Regions from separate parts of the Sus scrofa genome. Here region 2 is linked to region 1. A link is a contact called in public Hi-C data. All regions are on one chromosome and are shown on one strand. Each heading gives the region's core, a stretch centred on a gene start, on an enhancer-like site or on the middle of the called end of the contact. The rest is flanking DNA. Distances are from core to core; before and after follow the strand shown. Region 1 overlaps MACF1 (microtubule-actin cross-linking factor 1). Region 2 overlaps BMP8B (bone morphogenetic protein 8B).

Evidence for each region. A called contact is a pair of places that touch in the nucleus more often than the background predicts.
Region 2: a Hi-C map of retroperitoneal adipose tissue shows a contact between it and region 1, with 2.4 times the contacts expected there. The contact joins two enhancer-like sites. A contact is called at or near these places in 2 of 47 Hi-C or Micro-C datasets (embryonic fibroblasts and retroperitoneal adipose tissue).

The regions. Positions count from the first base shown.
Region 1 is chr6:94,975,984-94,981,407 of Sscrofa11.1, forward strand. All of the region lies in intron 2 of MACF1 (microtubule-actin cross-linking factor 1), which reads left to right. Among named protein-coding and RNA genes, the nearest start is that of MACF1, 18 kb to the left of the region's middle. Within about 2 kb of position 3,353, at least 55 of the 83 cell types and tissues checked have an H3K27ac peak or open chromatin away from gene starts, as enhancers often do. A contact at or near this core is called in retroperitoneal adipose tissue, where this site is marked.
Region 2 is chr6:95,577,831-95,583,397 of Sscrofa11.1, forward strand. All of the region lies in intron 3 of BMP8B (bone morphogenetic protein 8B), which reads right to left. It also overlaps the pseudogene LOC106510654. Among named protein-coding and RNA genes, the nearest start is that of BMP8B, 19 kb to the right of the region's middle. Within about 2 kb of position 2,946, at least 5 of the 83 cell types and tissues checked have an H3K27ac peak or open chromatin away from gene starts, as enhancers often do. A contact at or near this core is called in retroperitoneal adipose tissue, where this site is marked.

The DNA.
Region 1 (5,424 bases), core at 2,103-4,602:
AATCTTTAATGAGTGCCCTGTATGTGCCAGGTCGTTTGCTAAGTGCTAAGGATCCCGTGGTGGACAAGACACACAACAGCCCCAGCCCTCAGGGATCTAGTGATTTAGTAAGCATGAAAGACAGTGAACCCATAGCTTCAATGGGATGGATATTTCCAAAGGGGAGGAGAGGGGCAGGAGTGCCTACTAATCTGGGGGATGAAGGCAGGCTTCTCTGTGGGAGTTTCAGCAGAGACCTGAGTAGGAGTGAGCCAGGCCAAAAGGGGAGAGCAGGGAAGGGTTCTGGCCCAGGAGGGAAGCAGGTGGGAAGGCCCTGAGGTGGGAGATGCTGAAAGAAGTTGAAAGTAGCTGGACCTTAGGGAGAGAGGCACCTGATGAGGCTTAAGTTGGGGAAGACACGAAGAGAAAATAGGGTTTTAGTTACTTGTACTACCCTTTCCCCCCACTAGATGCCCTTCCGAGTACATCTTGCCTCCTCCTGCTGCCCCGCTGCAGCCTCTTTAGAAATGCAACAGCAGTCTCACCATTGGAGCAAAGGAAAATCATAGACCAAAAGGAGAAAGTCTCAGAGCTGTCCCAATTGTGTGGTCTGGCTATAAATTTAGACTGTTGCTTGGAAAAAACCAAAAACCTCCCTTTCCTAGGCTTCCTTCTTTCCATCCCCCCAGCAGCCGCTTTGTTCCTCTATCCTTGTAAAATTTTCTCTGTATAAAACAGGAACATCAGCCAAACATGTGGCCTTCCCCGCTTTCATTCATTAGTAGACTGCATTACTTCAAAACCTCTTGGGAGCATTTAAATGCAAATCTTGTCCAGAAAGCTACTTGAGTCTGAGAAGACCTTTTAGCCACCACCCTACCAGAACTTTCTTCCTTGGTTACCATGTTTCTTTTCTTTCTTTCTTTCGTTTTTTTTTTTTAAGGGCCGCACCAGCAGCATATGGAAGTTCCCAGGCTAGGGGTCTAATCGGGCTACAGCTGCTGCCCTACGCCACAGCCACAGCAACGCAGGATCCAAGCGGGGTCTGTGACCTACATCGCAGCTCATGGCAATACCAGGTCCTTAACCCACTGAAGTGAGGCCAGGGATCAAACCTGCAACCTCATGGTTCCTAGTCAGATTGTTTCCCCTGCGCCACGATGGGAACTCCCACCATGTTTCTTAATAGACATCTCAACTCCTTGCCCCCCCCAACCTCCCCCTCCCAACAAAGACTGTTTCCCAGAGCATATTCTCATTCCCTCTGCCCTTGTTTTTCCTCACCTTTGGCAAAATTGTCACAACTCTTGAAGAACCTGCTCACAGGAGGGGATGGAGGGACTTTCCTATTTACCGTGGTGAAAATGAGGAGGCAGATGTCTGTTTGGGGGTGAGGGTGGAGGTGTATGTTTGTGTCTGGGCCGTCCTTGCCCTACTGGTATAAAATAATATAGGAAATGCAGATGACTCAGCACTGATACAGTCGAGATCCCTGGAGTTAGCATTTCTATATTCTCCGCTGTTTACAAAAAATGTGCTTATGTCATCAATCACTGACTCCTTCATCCTACATTTTCTACTAAAAGCCTTCTATTTATTTTAAAAAGAATAAACCTCAAGCTTCTTCTCTTCCTTTTTTTAAACTGTGCTCTTTAGAAGCTGAGTCCAAACTGTGAACTAGCTTTTTTTGAGCATATAGGATTAAACTGGAAGGAAACCAGCCATTTGTCCAAGGCTCCTCCCTATCTGTCCCCTTTCAGGCCATTCCCTATATGATCTCCAGGCCTAGAACTTGGGCAGGCCTGCAAAACTTGATGGAAAAAGATATGATTAATGACTTGCTCACCCGATTTCTGATCATGGTATGATGTGGAAACAACAGTTGTGCACCTATTAGTGAAAAGCATCATCTCTTGTTATTAATGTGCTTGCTGGGCATTGACCAAATCCTTGGCACTCCTCCTAGCACACAAAGATGCATGCAGGCCTTGCCCTGGGGGTGAGAAGCTCTCTTAAAAATCTCAAGAATGGGACTGAAATGGAAGCCCGAACCCCAATTTCCTCTGCTCAGTATCACATGAATTCTTTTTTTACTTGCTAAAGTGCTGTTATTATGAGGTCAGCCAGCCTTTTAACCTACAACTGCTTTTCCACCTGCAATCCCCCCCCCCAAATCAAGTCAATAGACTTGTCCTGGCTGGGTAGGATAATGGCTGGATGGGGGTAGATGTGGCAAAAAGATCACCTGCATTTACGGGAGTTCCTCAATCACTGCTCTTGGTTGGCCCCAGTGCCCTCCATGACTCTGGGACTGAAGGATACAGAACTGACTGGAGGAGCAGAGCACGTTGGGAACTCCCGCCTCAAAGTGGTCCCCAGTACCTCCCTAACGGTATTTACCAGAGTCCTTTCTTCACTCTTTCCTTTTCCCTGATGGCAGAGGAAAATTGGCTTCCCTTTTCCTTCCCCTCCCAGCTATGCTCCAGAACCCTTTTCTTTGTTCCGTAGAAGTCCTGCTTCAGCCTCAGGTTCCCACATCTCTCCCTTTTGATCTAAGCCTCTCTGTTCCCATGGCTGTCACAGTGTAATAATCCTGTTGCATCTCTTCCCTATAGATTTGTGTCCTCCTGTCTCATGCACCCCGTCGTGCAATCAGAATCCTGTTTTCATTCCCTCAGGTGTCATTTCTCAGGCCCTGGCTCCTCATTCTTGGCCTGGTTTACTTCATGGAGCTGGGTCTGCCCTCTCATTTCGAGTTCAGTTTCTGGAAAACCCTTTGTTCCTGGGGTTCTTTGTGGTCTGAGTGTTCCCTTGGCCTCCCCCGGCCTCATTCTGACCCTGTCTAGCCTGGGGATCTATCTAGGTCTTCGGCTCTCCCTTCCCTACAGGTTCGCTGGGTCCTTCTCCAGCGCCGCACAGGCCCAGCTCGGTTTCTCTTCAGCCAGGGGGCTCCCTCCTTTGTCCCGGCTCGGGGTGCGGGTCCGCGCCGCCTGGGCCACCCGCCCGCCCCGCCGAGTGGGCCCGGGCCTCTCCCCGCCGCTGCGGCCGGCCGGGCCTTTCATCCCACCAGCCAGGGGCCTCCCACCCGGCCGGGCTCCGGCGGAACGCCCCCGCGGGGGCCGGCCTCCCGTCCGGGTCGGGCGGGGGTCCGCAGCCCCGGGTGGGGGGCACCCGGGTGGGCAGCCCCGGGGCCGATGACGCGCCGGGCCGCGGGGGCGGCGGGGAGAGGGGCGGGGAGCGGGCCGGGCCTGGCGCTCCCGACGGGAGGAGACGCCGCCGTCGCCGCCGCCGCCGCCGGCGGGGCGGGCTGAGGGAGGAGCGCAGCCGAGGGGTGGGGAGGCGGAAACGCCAGCGGGACCGGCGGCGGAGCGCGAGCAGCCGGGCGAGCGGGCTCAGGAGCGAGCGCGAGCGGCAGGCCGGGCGAGGCGAGCGCGAAGCGGAGAGCCGAGAGTCGGGGCGCCGCCGCCGCCCCCGGGCCGCACAAAGGGCCGAGGCTGGGGCAGCTGCCGCCGCCGCCTCAGCGCGCGGGCCTGGAAGCGGCGTCCGCCGGGGCCCCGGGAGAGCGCGGCGCGGGCGGCCATGGCCGGCTACGTGCCGGGTCAGCAGCCGGCCAACCGCAGCCAGGAGAAGGAGTTCGTGCAGGCGTACGAGGATGTGCTGGAGCGCTACAAAGGTGCGGCGGCGGGCGGCCGGGGCCGGGGACTGGCCAGAGCCGGGCCCGCGGCAGGTGGGGCGGCGGGCGGGGTGGCGCCCACCGGTGCTGGGGCCGGGCCGGAGCGGCCGTGGGCCGGGGCCCGCTCGTTTCCGGAGTTGAGGTGAGCCGCCGAGCCCTCTCCCACCTGGGACGGCGCCTTCACAGCACTAGTTACATTATGTGCCCTGTTATCTGGCCCCCGCTGGAAGGAGGCGAGGCCGGGAGCTGCTCGGAGACCTAACGCGGCGGGGAGTGCGGGGAGGAGGAGGAGCCGGGGCGGGAGAAACCACCCGTCCTTGGAGAGGCTCGGACCTCCGCGTGCCCGCCAAGGGTCCCTCGCCCCCTTTTGTCTCCCTCGGCCTCCGATCGGTCGCATGGCAGCCGAGGCTGTGAACCACCTCGGTCACTTGGGGGTCGGGGGGCAGCGGGCGAGCATCCGCCGGGGTCCGTGAGTGTGCAGTTTTGGTGACGAGGCCTCCTCCCACCCCCAGCCCCTGGGCTTCGAGCCTGATGAGGCGGGGGTCTACTGCTTTTTACCTCCCACCCCCAAATAAAGATTTGTTTTGGAGCTCGGATTTCCGGTCCTGGAAGCTCTCTTGCTAAGAAGTTCTGCAAGTTAATGCTTCATCCAAACCCTGCAGAGAAAGTTTTGACAGGCCCAGAGGCTCGGTGGACCGCATTTCCCTAACTGGTGTAGGTGCCCCTTACGTGGAAGCCAGGGATGCAGTGGCCTTAGGAGGCCCCCCGGCTCTGATCTTTAACATCCAGTTCTGGGGTTTGGCTTTGTGTAGCAGTTGTGCTTTCCACAGACATGGAGATTTTCCCAGAAACTACATGGGCAGCACTTTCTCCTGTTTTATTCAGCTGTGGCCCTTGTGATTGGGCCTTTAGTTTCTTTTCATGTGAAGGAGAGGAAACTTCAGCTCTTATGACCGGGTCCAGCATGCTTGTTTACAACACCTACCCAGTGAAGGGAAACTAATGAAAAAGCTGTAAAATGCTCCTTCCCCCCAACCCTTTTGGCATTAGAGCTCTGCTGGGGAAATGCAGCAGGGGGTGTGGGGGAGGAGGGAGAGAATGCTGAAATGGACCTGCTTGGGAGTTCTGCCTGTCCCCCTCTGCATCAGCTCCTGTAAGCTGTCCAGGTTTTCCTGCCTGCGGCAAGTTTTCTGTCAGCCCCCCCGTGGTCTTTCCTCTAAGGAACAGGGTTCATTTCAGAGCACAAAGAGGTTAGATTGTGCTGCTGAACTTCTTTGACAATAATGCTGCTAAGTGGATGTTTCATTAAGTCTTCTTTGCAGGCTTTTGAGCAGCTCTGCACTCTTCAGAGGGAGGACACTCTGGGTCTGCCGTGGGCTGTGACAGCTTTAAAAACCGGCAGAAGTAAAATAAAAATAGGTGAAGAAATCTCAGTACCTCACTGGATGCTGGATTGTATTGCAGGTGGCCTCCAGCTGAAAGGAAGTTGGATTGCTGGCAAACGAAACTGGGAAAGAAGGGGGAAGTAGGGCTTGTTCCAGAAGAGGCTCCTGTGTCCAGTCCTTTTAGCTGTCTCACTCACTTTGGCGTTCCTCTGAAGGACTTCGGTCAGGTGTATAGGAATTCGATCCTTCCCAGATACAGATCTTTTTCTTGAGGGGAGGAATGAGTCAAAAATGGCTGGTCAGAGTAAATTAACATGAGCTGTATGGGAGATTGTTGTGCAGTCTGCCTTATGATAGGTGCAGAAGAATTTCTCTTTCCCTCTTTGA
Region 2 (5,567 bases), core at 1,696-4,195, 600 kb after region 1:
CTGGCCGCCTTGGTGTCTTGCTTCCCTTCTAGAGACATCGACGTAGCCACGAGGAGGAGGAATGTGCGGGGTGGAGAAGGTGAGGCTACAGGGAAACAAAACTCAGTGACAAAATGAAGGGCCAAAGGGAAAAACATTCGTTGAGACAGCATGTCTCCTGATCATAAATTCACATTTACGTGTGGTTTTCGTGGTTCTGGTACAACAGTGCTGTATGTAGACTCTGTTCCTCCCCCATCACTTTCCCCTACATTCCATGATTCACTCACAGGGAAAAGCACTTCCATGAAACCCTTCCAGCTGCATAGATTTTTTTTTTTTTTTTGGCCAGGGCCAGGATCGAACCCATGCCATAGCAGTGACAATGCTGGGTCCTAAACCTGCTTAGCCACCGGGGAACTCCCTCAAGTTGCACAGAATTTACCATAAGTATCACAGACAGAGAAGAGAATCATTGGAGCTGAGCTTTCTCAGAACTCACAGGACATACAAGGTCAACATCTCTGACTTCCTTGTTTTTCTCTTCTCTTTTTTTCTTTTTAGGGTCACACCCGAGGCATATGGAGGTTCCCAGGCTAGGGGTCCAATCGGAGCTACAGCTGCCAGCCACAGCCACAGCAACGTGGGATCCGAGCAGAGTCTGCCACCTACACCACAACTCACGACAACACAGGATCCTTAACCCACTGAGTGGGGCCAGGGATCAAACCCACAGCCTCATGGTTCCTAGTCAGATTCGTTTCCACTGCACCACAACAGGAACTCCCCTTCTGTTTTCTAATTAAAGTCATATCCCTCTTGAGAGAACGAAGCCTATCCAGTGACAGCCAGTCTGGGATGTCAGGAGACAGCCAGCTAGATATTGGTGACACATAGGAATATGATTCTGGCTTCCCTGGGATGAAGTCCTGGCAGGTTCAAGTGAGAAGCACATGTCCTGGGACCAAGGTTCCCTTCCCATTAGGTTAGGGCCTCACCTGCGGCATATGGATGTTCCCAGGCTAGGGGTCAAATCGGAGCTACAGCTCCCAGCCACAGCCACAGGACCTACACCACAGCTCACAGCAACACCAGATCCTTAACCTTCTGAGCAAGGCCAGGGATGACATCCGAGTCACAACAGGAACTTTTTTTTTGTCTTTTTAGAGCCACACCCACAGCATATGGAGGTTCCCAGGCCAGGGGTTGATAGGAACTGTAGTGCCAGCCTACACCATAGCCACAGCAGCTCGGGATCTGATCCCCATCTGCATCCTACACCACAGCTCACAGCAATGCCAGATCCTTAACCCACTGAGAAAGGCCAGGGATTGAACCCAAGACGTCATGGATGCTAGTCAGATTCATTTCCACTGAGCCTCGACGGGAACTCCTCCCCGTGCTCCTCCGCCGTCAGGCTGTCCCAGAGCTCGGTCAGGGTCAGTCCTGTCTTCTGGTGCACGTCAAACACAGCCTTCTCCGTGATGATTCAGTCCCTGCACCGCTTCCCAGTCAGGGCATCGTGCATTTCTCCAAGATTTTGGGTTCGTTGGCCTTGGTGCAGTGCTCCAGGGTGGCCACCAGTCTGGTCTTGCTACTGGACACCAGGTCCATCGCACCCCCCCATTCCTTTCACCTTCTTGCCGGGTATCACCCAGTTGGCTGGGTCCCCATATTTGGAAACCTGCACAGCTCCCAGCAGGGTTAGGTCGAGGTGACCCCTCGAATCATGGCAAATGATTCGTCACTGGAGAAAAAACAGCCCCGGGGAAGAAGGGTGACTGTTTGCCCGCATTGATCAGATCTGCATCTGCCTCATCTTTCAATGGGAACAGACCCAAGCCCAGAATTCCATTTTCACTGTCAAGGTGAATGGTTATATTGGGGCTGATGTAGCTGGAGGCCAGGAGAGGGATTCCTATGCTCAAATTGGCATACATGCCATCCTCAAATTCAAGAGCTGCCCGCTTGTTGACTGTGTCCTTGTGTTATCTGAAGACTGGCATATTTTATCGTCCTCTTTCCAGATTGTTAAATGCTCAATTCTTTTCTTGTATTTTCCCCTGTATTACTCGATCTGCATAAATGTTAGGAACATGGATGTCTTCTGGGGCAAACAACCCACATCCACAATTTCTTCAACCTCCACCACTGAGGTTCCGGCAGCTTTGCATGTGGGCGTGTTGAAGTTCCGGGCGCTGGCCCTGAAGGTGATGTTTCCAGCGTGGTCAGCCTTCCACCCTTTCACCAAAGCACAATCCGCGGTGATGGCGTGCTCCAGAAGGTAGTGCTGCCTCCGAAACTCCCTCACCTCCCTGGGCTGCCTGAGGATGGCGATGTGGCAGATGGGTAAGTATCTGATGGGTGCGCCTCCCTCCTGGACCAGGGTTCCACAGGCCGTGGGGGTGTAGAAGGCAGGCACGCTGGCGCCCCCAACGCGGATGCGCTCGGCCAGGGTGCCCTGGGGTGTAAGCTCCAGCTCCAGCTCGCCCGCCAGGCGCAGGTGCTCGCAGCGGGTGTTCGCCCCCAGGTACGAGCAGGTGATGCGAATGATCTGCTTGGTCTCCAGCAAAAGGCGCAGCCTGAAGTCCCCCACCCCCACGCTGCTGCTGACCACGGTCAAGTCCTTCACGCGGGTCTTGAGCAGCGCCCCAATCAGGTTCTCTGGGAGCCCACAGGGCTTGAAGCACCGCCGCCCGCCCCCCACCCCGCCCCCCATGATCCTCCCGCTGTCAACGATGTCTCTTGCCGCGCTTGGGGGCGCTGTTGGAGAAGCCATACAAGCGACCGGTCGCCAGCGTGGGCCCCAAGAGCCTAGCGGGGACCCGGCGCCCCAGCGCTGACGCCAGGAGCCGCGGGGCCGCCATCGTCCGCTCCGCTGGGACCTGGCAGGGACAGACCAGGCCGGCGGGGACGCGAGGCCGCCGTGCTCCCGCCGTGCGCCCCCGACCTGCGCGTCACAAACGGTCGCCTGGCGGTGACGCGCCCTCCTGCAGGTTCCCCGCTGCCCCGCTGGTCTCCACGCTCCAAGAACCCGAGGCGCGGAGCTTCCTGAGCCAGGAAGGCTGGAGGCGGGGATCGATCCGGAAGTCTGGCCAGAGGGAGGGAGGCGGCCCAGCGCGTGGGGGCCCTGGTCACCCCCCTCCCCAACGTCACCCTCCCTCCCAAGCGCGCTACTCCCGTCCCGTCCCCAAATTCACCTCCATGTTAGTGGTTCCAGCATCTGCGTCCCCAGCATTCACTGTCCTGTAACTTTTCCGTGGATGTCTACCAGGACCTCAAGAACATGCCTGCCGAACAGAGCAGGACCCTGTGGAGCTCCTAAAAGCCTTTCTGTGTCTCCTATTTCTTGCTTTCAGGAAATGGGTCTCATCAGCCTCCACGGCCTTCCCTGAGTTCCAAGGGGCAGGTTCAGGCAGTTGCTCATCAGGGAAGGAAGGGGATGCAAAGACCAGGGAGGACCAGTCAAGCAATAATAGTACAGCCTCGGGGCAGGGTCCTGGTTCCTTCTCACTGGATGCACATAATGACATAGGCCTCTTACACACCCGAGAGAAAAGGTATATTCCTTCTGCTGCTTTTAGAAATGAATAAAATCGAACAGCTTGGAGCCCTTCCTTGCGTTTCTCTCTGGTTTAATTGCACCCTAACCACAATCACCTGTAGGCTGTAAGCTAATGATTAGGCCCCCTGAGTACACCATTGCCTGTGGGTGAAAGATTGTTCACACATGATGTTTTTCAGGAACTTTCCTAGTCTGTTCTAATCTCTGATCAAGATGCCTTTCTCTCAAGTGCTGTTATTCTAGGCGATAACCCAGAAGACCCCCATCACGATCACGCCAAGGTCTCTGATGTCAGTCTTGGTGACTAAGATTCCCCCAAAGGAAGAAGGAAGCATGTTTGGCCCAGTACTGATTCTTCGCTGAAACCCTCTTTTTCTCCTTTTAGATTATAAACCCTCCTGCAATTCTTCCCCGAAGGGGGGCACGGTCTTTAAGGCATTAGCCTGCTGTGGCCTCCTTTGCCTGGCAAAGCAATAAAAGTGATTTTTTTTTCCTTCACGCAAAACTCTGTCTTCGCATTTCTATTCGGCACCAGTGGACAGAAGCCAAGCTGACTTCCTACCTCAAACCTGCCCCGCCTCTATTTTCCCAAACCCTGGCAAAACCAAACCAAAACAAAACCTGTTAAAATGATGCACTGTTAAAAAAAAAAAAAAAAAAAAAAAGAGTTCCTGCTGTGGTGCAGTGGGTTGGGAACCTGACGGCAGCAGCTTGGGTCACTTCAGAGGAGTGGGTTTGATCCCACCGAGGGAGTGGGTTAAAGCATCCTGCTTTCCCACAGCTGTGGTGCAGGTCCCAGCTGTGGCTCGAATTCCCAGTCCCTGGCCTGGGGACTTTCATATGCATGAGTGCGACCATTTAAAAAAAAAAGACCCACTGGCTCAGTCCCTGTCCCCGAGTTTCCTTCCTGCACGTCCTCCATTTCTGCCGTGGGACAAGCCCCTTCAGCTCCGTCCCAGACCCTGTGATTTCACACCTGTCCCCTACAGCTTACTCTCCCCACTGAGGTCAGGGCATCTTTAGTTTGTACAAAAGATAAACACACTCTTTACTTTACGATAGTTGAGGTTTGTAGAAAATTGCTATATACCCAGAGTTCCGACGACGTACCCGGACTCGGTTTCCTCTGGAAAGTGTTAACACTTAAGTGACTATGCTACATTCGTTACAATTCGTGAACCAATATTGGTATTTTATAATAATATTGGTGTCTTATTATTTACTGAACACCACGATTTGCTCATTTCACTGGTTTCCTTCAATGTCTTTCTCTTCCAGGATCCCATCCAGGGTCCCACCTGGCACCTAGTCATCACAACGCCTTAGGCACCTCTGGGCTGTCACAATTTCTCAGACTTTGCCTGTTGTTTTTTGTTTGTTTGTTTTTGCCACCCTGTGGCATGTGGAATTCCTGGGCCAGGGATCAGATCTGAGCCGTAGCTGCGACCTCAGCTTCAACCTGGCAACGCTGGATCCTTAATCTGCTATGCTGGGCCTGGGGTGGAACCTGTGTCCCAGAGCTCTCAAGGTGCCTCCAATCCGATGTTGAAACATCGAGAACTCCAGACTTTCGCTGTTGTGATGACCTTGACAGTTCTGAGAAGTACTTGTCAGATATTCTGTCCTTCAACTTGGGTTTGTCTGGTGTTTTTCTCATCGTGCAACTGGGGCGCTGGGTTCTGGGGACAAAGACCATGAAGGTGAAGTCCTCCTCTCATCCCATCAGCTCAAGGGTGTCCGGGAGCCACCTGATGCCCCGGGAGCCCGAGTGCCCGGCAGAGGGGCTGCTGCTCAGACTCCCACCACAAAGTTACCCGTCACCCCGTCCACACTGCTGGGAAGCCAGTCACTAAGCATAGCCCATACTCAAGGGCCAGGAGCTGCTACACCCCTTTGAGGGGGAGTGTCTCAGAGGGATGTTTTATAAAAAGCTGAATCTGACCAGGTTGCCCTCCACTGCTATTAAATAAAAGAACAGTTATTTTATTTCACATTGAACATTTTGCCCACCTCTCTCAGCCTC